Regions from separate parts of the Pan troglodytes genome. Here region 1 is linked to region 2. Evidence: chromatin contacts called from public Hi-C data. All regions are on one chromosome and are shown on one strand. Each heading gives the region's core, a stretch centred on a gene start, on an enhancer-like site or on the middle of the called end of the contact. The rest is flanking DNA. Distances are from core to core; before and after follow the strand shown.

Region 1 (3,561 bases), core at 1,041-3,540, 270 kb after region 2:
AATAAAATACAGTGGAAATAATTGGCTAAAATATTTCTAGAATTTCATCTATTCGGATTCAGACTCTTTAAAATCACTTTTCAATTTAGAGCCACCTATGTTTATACTTTCTTTCTCTGCCATCCAGAGTGTTTGGTGATGACGCATTTCTTAAAAGAGTGTTCTGCTATGATCTTTGGGAATTTTCTGCCAAGTTATTCTGCATGTTTTTTTACAATGGTGTTTTCTTGACCTTACTAGAGTGCGTTCAATAAATGACAACCATGTCACAGTTCTGCCTGACCAATAGGGATTTTAAGATGCTACCAACTGTAAGATGTATTTCCATTTAAGTGATGTTAAAATGTCCAAAAAAAATGTATTTTAGAATTGAAAAATACTGTAGCTCAATAATTAATGTGATTCTGGCCTCAGAAACTTTCTCTTTGTTCCTGTTATTTAAAGGCTGCTGCTTTGTAAAAATGTATTTATAACCAAACTTTTCTTCTAAACTGTCATTTTTGTGAAAATTTTTAAGGTTTTCCTTTCTACTTTGAAGTTTTCTTGTCTTCACATTTTTTTGCTTAAAGTTAGCAGAGGCACTTTTATTTCTATCAACTTTTAAAAGAAGCCTGATGAAAAAATAGACCTTCTACATCTCAAATGATTTAATGAAGTGCCCACTAATATGTAGAGAGAAATATTTGTTGGTTAATCTAACAGAGTTAAAGCTTATTGCACAAACAGATGTCATCCTAGTGGAAGATTTTTAGTAAATTGCTAAGGAACTTTTTCTCTCCTTTGCTCCTTCTTGATCAGCATTATTTAATCAATAAACATATTACCTCATACTTCTTTTTGTATTCTGGCCTTCACGAGAAGCCCTAGATCAAGCTAGTCATTTGTACCATCTCTACTTCTACATCAGTCCTGCTCAGTGTTTCAGGATCTATCCTTACTTTTGCCTGTTGCTAATCAGATACCTCCTTATTTTCATTAACATCTATTTCAGATTTTCACTATCTTCCCAAATTCCTTAATACCTCTCCTGCCCCCTAAACTTTAATCAATAATTTTGCTTTCAGTTTCACTGAGAAAAATTGAACCTGTCATGGAAAAAAATTCCTTGTATTTTTCTTCTTCCATTTATAAACTGGTTTCTTTCCCCCTGCCTCACTAGGAAAGGTATCCACCTTCCTCTGAGACTAATCCCCTCACCAGGGCTTTGGCTACTAGTTCCTGGGTCCTCAAAGCTTTTTCTGGATCTTTCCCTTCAACATGTACACAAGCTCAAATATCTTCTATCCTTTAAGAAAAAATTCATATCTCCATTCTCTTCTAGCTGCCGTTTTATAGCCCTCCTTTTCTTAGCAAAAAAACTAATGGAAAATCTAGTCTACCTACACCACTTTTTTTGACACCAAGTCCCTGAAATTGCACGTGATAAGGATACCAGCAACCTTCATATTGGCAAATCCAGTTTTTTGTTTTTCCTGGACCTCTTAGTAACATCCAGTGCTAGTGCCCTCCATTTGGAAAGTCCCTTCTTCAGCCTCCATAAAACTGCTTTCTCCTGGTTTTCTTGTTATCTTTTTCTCTTTCTTCTTAGACTCCCTCTAAGAATTCTGTTCCTCTCTTCAACCCAGAAATGTCATTGATCCTCAACTTTTCCTCAGTCCAGAGCTCCCCTCACTTTATGCACTCACCCTGAGTAAATTCTCAGAGCTGCGTCTCCAACCCAGATCTTTCTGCTGACCTCCAGGTTTTTGTGTTCACATTTCATTCAGTCATCACCACTTAGATATTCCGCAGGTACCTCCTCAAACAACACATTCAGAAAATAACTTTATCTGTCCTGTGGCCACCCCCCGTAAAACAAAAACAAAAAGTCTGTTTTAGGATTAGCAACACAAGTCTCCCAGTACTTAAGCCAGAAATCCAAGATTCCACCCTGTCACTTTCCCCTCCTGCTGTTCTATGGATTCTTCCTCCTGGGCTAATCAGTGCCCTCCTCTTTGTTATTACTGTCACCTACTTGGTTTAGATTCTCATCACTTCTTGCATGGATTATTATCATAACCTCCTAATCGATTTCTAGGTCTTCAGTCTGGTTCCTATCTATCCTCCACTCAGGTGCTACAGTGATCTTTCTGTAACAAATTTCATCATGTTACTCTTACTCTCTAGCCTAAAAGTCTTTGTTTTTCTCATAGCTTTCAGAATAAAGTTCAGACTCCTTAGTTTAGCATACAAAGGCCAACTGTGACTGTATGCTCTGTTTTCCTGCCCTCTTGCTTGTCTCTGTACGCCCCCCAGTGAAACTGGCTGGAACTACTTGTACTTCGGCATTCACTGTGCAGTGTTCTGCCTCTCTGCCTTCACATATGTGTTTCCCTCTACCTGGAGTATTCTTCCCTTCCTTTTTGTCTAAGTAGCTCTCATTGATCCTTCAAAATTATGTACCTACATCGCTATATTTCAGGAAGCTTTTCCTGACTCCTCAGTCTGATTCAGATGCTCCCTCTCAAAACAGACAAAGGACATGAAGAAAGGCTTCACAAGTGAACAATGACAAAATGTCTAATAGGTAAATGAGAAGATATTCAGACTTACCAGCAATCAAGGAAATGAAGATTAAAACAATGTACTTCCATTTTTTTCATCAATCAAATTACCAAAAATTTAAAGAGAGGAATCAGTCCAAGAAAACATGGAGAAACAGGCCCTCTTCTAGATTGGCCCTATGTATCTAATGACTTTTTTTGAAAAAGCATATGTACACACACACACACATCTTTTGACTCAACATTTTACTGTGTGGAATATATTATAAGCAAATAACTGAAGAGCTATGTAAAATAAATGTAAAAGAATATTTATCACTGCTTATTTGAAAACAAATAGTAAATAACCTAAATGTTCAGCAATAACAAATGGCTACATTTATTTATATGATAGAATGTTATTCATTAAAATGATCTATGTCTATTTTGACCTGGAAGTACATTTATAAGATATTGTCAAAGTAAGTTATAGTATGGTCCAAATTTTGTAAAAAATACATACATTTATAAATTTTTGCAAGAGAAAGTTAAAGTATATCCATAAGAATATCAACAGTGTTTATTTCTGCTTGTGAGTATTGTCCAACTTTTCTGAAAAGAGCATTTATTAATTGTGGGAGCAAAATGGGAGAAACTTGGCCTCACTCCTGATAGCTGCTGTGCTTGCTTGCTTCTGTCCCTGCCCTCATTAAACATTGAGCACTCCGAAGACATCACTATATGTCATTTGGCATCATTCTCCCAGGGTCAGGCACAGAGTAGGAAATGTTTGATAAGTGAATTAGAGCAATAACAGCAATAATATTTATTGTGCATTCCCTGAGTCTTAGGTACTGTTGTAAGCATCTGACATATGTTAACTTAATCTTCATGAGATGGGTATTATTATTCTCTCCATTTTGCCGTTGAAACAGACTGACAAGGTTAACCACCTTATATTAGGCCACACTGGCAGGATTGGGCTTCAAAACCATGGAGTCTAGCTTTCTCTTAGACGCAGGATAGCATGGTGCTTCTG
Region 2 (3,513 bases), core at 313-2,812:
CTAGGTTATCTGTTTACTCTGTTGATAGTTTCTTTTGCTGTGCAAAAGCTCTTCAGTTTAATTAGGTCTTATTTGACAATTTTTGTTTTTGTTGCAATTGCTTTTGGTATCTTCATCATGAAATCTTTGCCAGGGTCTATGTCTATAATAATATTTCCTAGGTTGTCTTTCAGGGTGTTTCTAGTTTTAGGTTTTTACATGTATGTCTTTAATCCATCTTGAGTTGATTTTTGTATATGGTGTAAGGAAAGTGTCCAGTTTCAAATATGGCTAGTTAGTTATCCCAGCACCATTTACTGAATAGGGAATCCTTTCTCCATTGCTTGCATTTGTCAACTTTGTTGAAGATCAGATGGTTGTAGATGTGCAGCATTATTTCTGGGCTCTCTATTATGTTCTATTGCCCTATGTGTCTGTTTTTGTACCAGTATCATGGCATTATGGTTACTGCAGCCTGGTAGTATAGTTTGAAGTTGAGTAATGTGATGCCTCTGGCTTGTTGTTTTTGCCTAGGATTGCCTTGGCTATTTGGGCTCACTTTTTATTCCATATGCATTTTAGAATAGTTTTTTCTAATTCGGTGAAGAATGTCAGTGGTAATTTGATACAAAGAACATTGAATTTGTAAATTTCTTCAGGCAGTATGGCCATTTTAACAATATTGATTCTTCCTATCCATGAGCATGGAATGTTTTTCCATCTGTTTATTCATCTCTGATTTCTTTCAGCAGTGTTTTGTAATTCTTGTTGTAGAGCTCTTTCACCTCCAGGGTTAGCTGTATTTCTAGGTATTTTATTCTTTTGGGGGCTATTATGAATGGGCTTGCATTCTTGATTTGGCTCTCAGCTTGGATGTTATTGGTGTATAAAAATGATACTGATTTTGGTACATTGATTTTGTATCCTGTGACTTTGCTCAAGTTATTTGTCAGACTGAGGAGCTTTTGGGCAGCAACTATGGGGTTTTCCAGGTATAAAATCATATCATATGTGAAGAGAGATAGTTTGACTTTTTCTCTTCCTATTTGGATGCCTTTTATTTCTTTCCCTTGTCTGATTGCTCTGGCTAGGACTTCCAGTACAATGTTGAGTAGGAATGGTGAAAGGAGGCATCCTTGTCTTGCTCTGGATTGCCAGGGAAATGTTTGCAGCTTTTGCCAATTCAGTATGATGTTGGCTGTGGGTTTTTTTACAGATAACTCATTATTTTGAAGTATATTCCATCAATACCTATTCTATTAAGAGTTTTTAACATGAAGCAGAGGTTGAATTTTATTGGAAGCCTTTTCTGCATCTATTGAGATGATTATGTGGTTTTTGGTTTTGGTTCTATTTATGTTGTTGATTTGCATACGTTGAAACAACCTTGCATCCCAATGATAAAGCCTACTTTATCTTGGTGAATTAGCTTTCTGATATGCTGCTGAATGTTGTTTGCTAGTGTTTTGTTGAGAATGTTTTAATCTATGTTAATCAAGGATACTGACTTGAAGTTTCTTTTTTGTTGTGTCTCCACTAGGTTTTAGCATCAGAATGGAACTACCCTCACAGAATGAGTTAGGGAGGAGTCTCTCTTCCTCAGTTTTTTGGAATAGAATAATTGCCCAATGGGTTCACCTTTCCTAATGCCTAGACAGAGCTGATCTATCAAGACATGGGAATTGCAATAGAAAAAGTGTAACTCAAACAGAGCCATCTGTGTGGGAGACCAGAGTTTTATTATTACTCAAATCAGTCTCCCCAAGCATTCAGGGATCAGAGTTTTTAAGGACAACTTAGTGGGTGAGGGGAAGCCAGTGAGCCAGGAGTACTGATTGGTCAGGTTAGAGATTAAATCATAGGGAGTCAAAGCTGTCTTATTATGCTGAGTCAGCTCCTGAGTGGGGGCAACAAGATTAGATGAGCCAGTTTATCAATCTGCGTGGTGCCAGTTGATCCACTGCAGGGTCTACAAAATATCTCAAGCACTAATCTTAGGAGCAGTTTAGGGAAGGTCAGAATCTTGTAGCCTCCAGCTGCATGACTCCTAAATCATAATTTCTAATCTTGTGGATAATTTCTTAGTCCTACAAAGACCGCCTAGTCACCATGCAAGAAGGAGGTTTGTTTTGGGAAAGGGCTACTATAATCTTTGTTTTAACCTATAAACTAAGTTCCTCCCATAGTTAGTTCAGCCTATGCCCAGAAAGGAACAAGGACAGCTTAAAGGTTAGAGCCAAGATGGAGTCAGTTAGATTTCTCTTTCGTTGTCACAGTCATAATTTTGCAAAGGCAGTTTCAATAGTTTCAGTAGGAATTGTACCAACTTTTTATACATTTGGTAGAATTTGGCTGTGAATCCATCTGGTTCTAGACCTATTCGGTTTAATAGGCTTTTTATTACTGATTCTATTTCTGAATTGTTTACTCATCGGTTCATGGATTCAGTCTCTTTCTAGTTCAATCTTGGGAAGTTGTATATTTCCAGTAATTTCTCCATTTCCTCTAGGTTTTCTAGCTTGTGTGCACAGAGATGTTTGTAGTATTCTCTGAAGATTTTTTGTATTTCTGTGGGGTCAGTGGTAATGTCCCCTTTGTCATTTCTGATTTTGTTTATTTGAATTTTCTCTCTTTTTTCTTTATTAATCTAGCTAGTTATCTATCTAACTTGCGTATTTTTTCAAAAAACCCACTCCTGGATTCATTGACTTTTGTATGGTTTTTTGCATCTCAATTTCCTTCAGTTCAGCTGTAATTCTGGTTATTTTTTTATATTCTTCTAGCTTTGGGGTTGGTTTGCTCTTGGTTCTCTAGTTCCTCTAGTTGTGATGTTAGGTTGTTAATTTGAGATCTTTTCAATTGTTTGGGTGGGCACTTAGTGTTATAAACTCCCTCTTAACACTGCCTTAGCTGTGTCCCAGATATTCTGTTATGTTACATCTTTGTTCCTATTAATTTCAAAGAATTTCTTGGTTTCTGCCTAATTTCATTGTTTACCCAAAAGTCATTCAGGAGCAGGTTGTTTGATTTCCTTGTAATTACACAGTTTTCAGCAAGTTTCTTAGTATTTATATCTATTTTTATTGTGCTGTGGTCCAAGAGTCTAGCTGGTATGATTTCTGGGGTTTTTTTTAATTTGCTAAGGATTTTTGTATGTCTGTGTGATTGATTTTACAGTGTGTGCCATGTGCAGATGAGAAGAATGTATATTATGTTGTCTTTGGATGGAGTGTTCTGTGGATGTCTATTAGGTCCATTTGGTCAAATGTCCAAGTTCACATCTTGAATATCTTTTTTCTGCCTCAGTTATCTGTCTAATACTGTCAGTGGGGTGTTAAATTCTTCCATTATTATTGTGTGGTTACCTAAGTCTCTTTGTGGGTCTCCAAGAACTTGTTTTATGAATCTGGGTACTTCTGTGTTGGGTGTGTATATATTTAGGATAGTTAGGTTTTCTTGTTGAATTGAACCCTTTATCATTATGTAATGCCCTTCTTTGTCTTTTTTGATCTTTGTTGTTTAAAATCTGTTCTG

Evidence for each region. Hi-C and Micro-C count contacts between places; a contact is called where the count stands out from the background.
Region 1: a contact with region 2 is called in a Hi-C map of induced pluripotent stem cells, with 2.1 times the contacts expected there. The contact joins two enhancer-like sites. A contact is called at or near these places in 2 of 7 Hi-C or Micro-C datasets (both in induced pluripotent stem cells).

Annotation. Positions count from the first base shown.
Region 1 is chr2:139,235,656-139,239,216 of NHGRI_mPanTro3-v2.0_pri, forward strand. All of the region lies in intron 1 of PPP2R3A (protein phosphatase 2 regulatory subunit B''alpha), which reads left to right. Among named protein-coding and RNA genes, the nearest start is that of PPP2R3A, 32 kb to the left of the region's middle. Within about 2 kb of position 2,291, at least 7 of the 24 cell types and tissues checked have an H3K27ac peak or open chromatin away from gene starts, as enhancers often do. A contact at or near this core is called in induced pluripotent stem cells, where this site is marked.
Region 2 is chr2:138,966,554-138,970,066 of NHGRI_mPanTro3-v2.0_pri, forward strand. No RefSeq gene overlaps it. Among named protein-coding and RNA genes, the nearest start is that of PPP2R3A, 240 kb to the right of the region's middle. Within about 2 kb of position 1,563, at least 1 of the 24 cell types and tissues checked has an H3K27ac peak or open chromatin away from gene starts, as enhancers often do. A contact at or near this core is called in induced pluripotent stem cells, where this site is marked.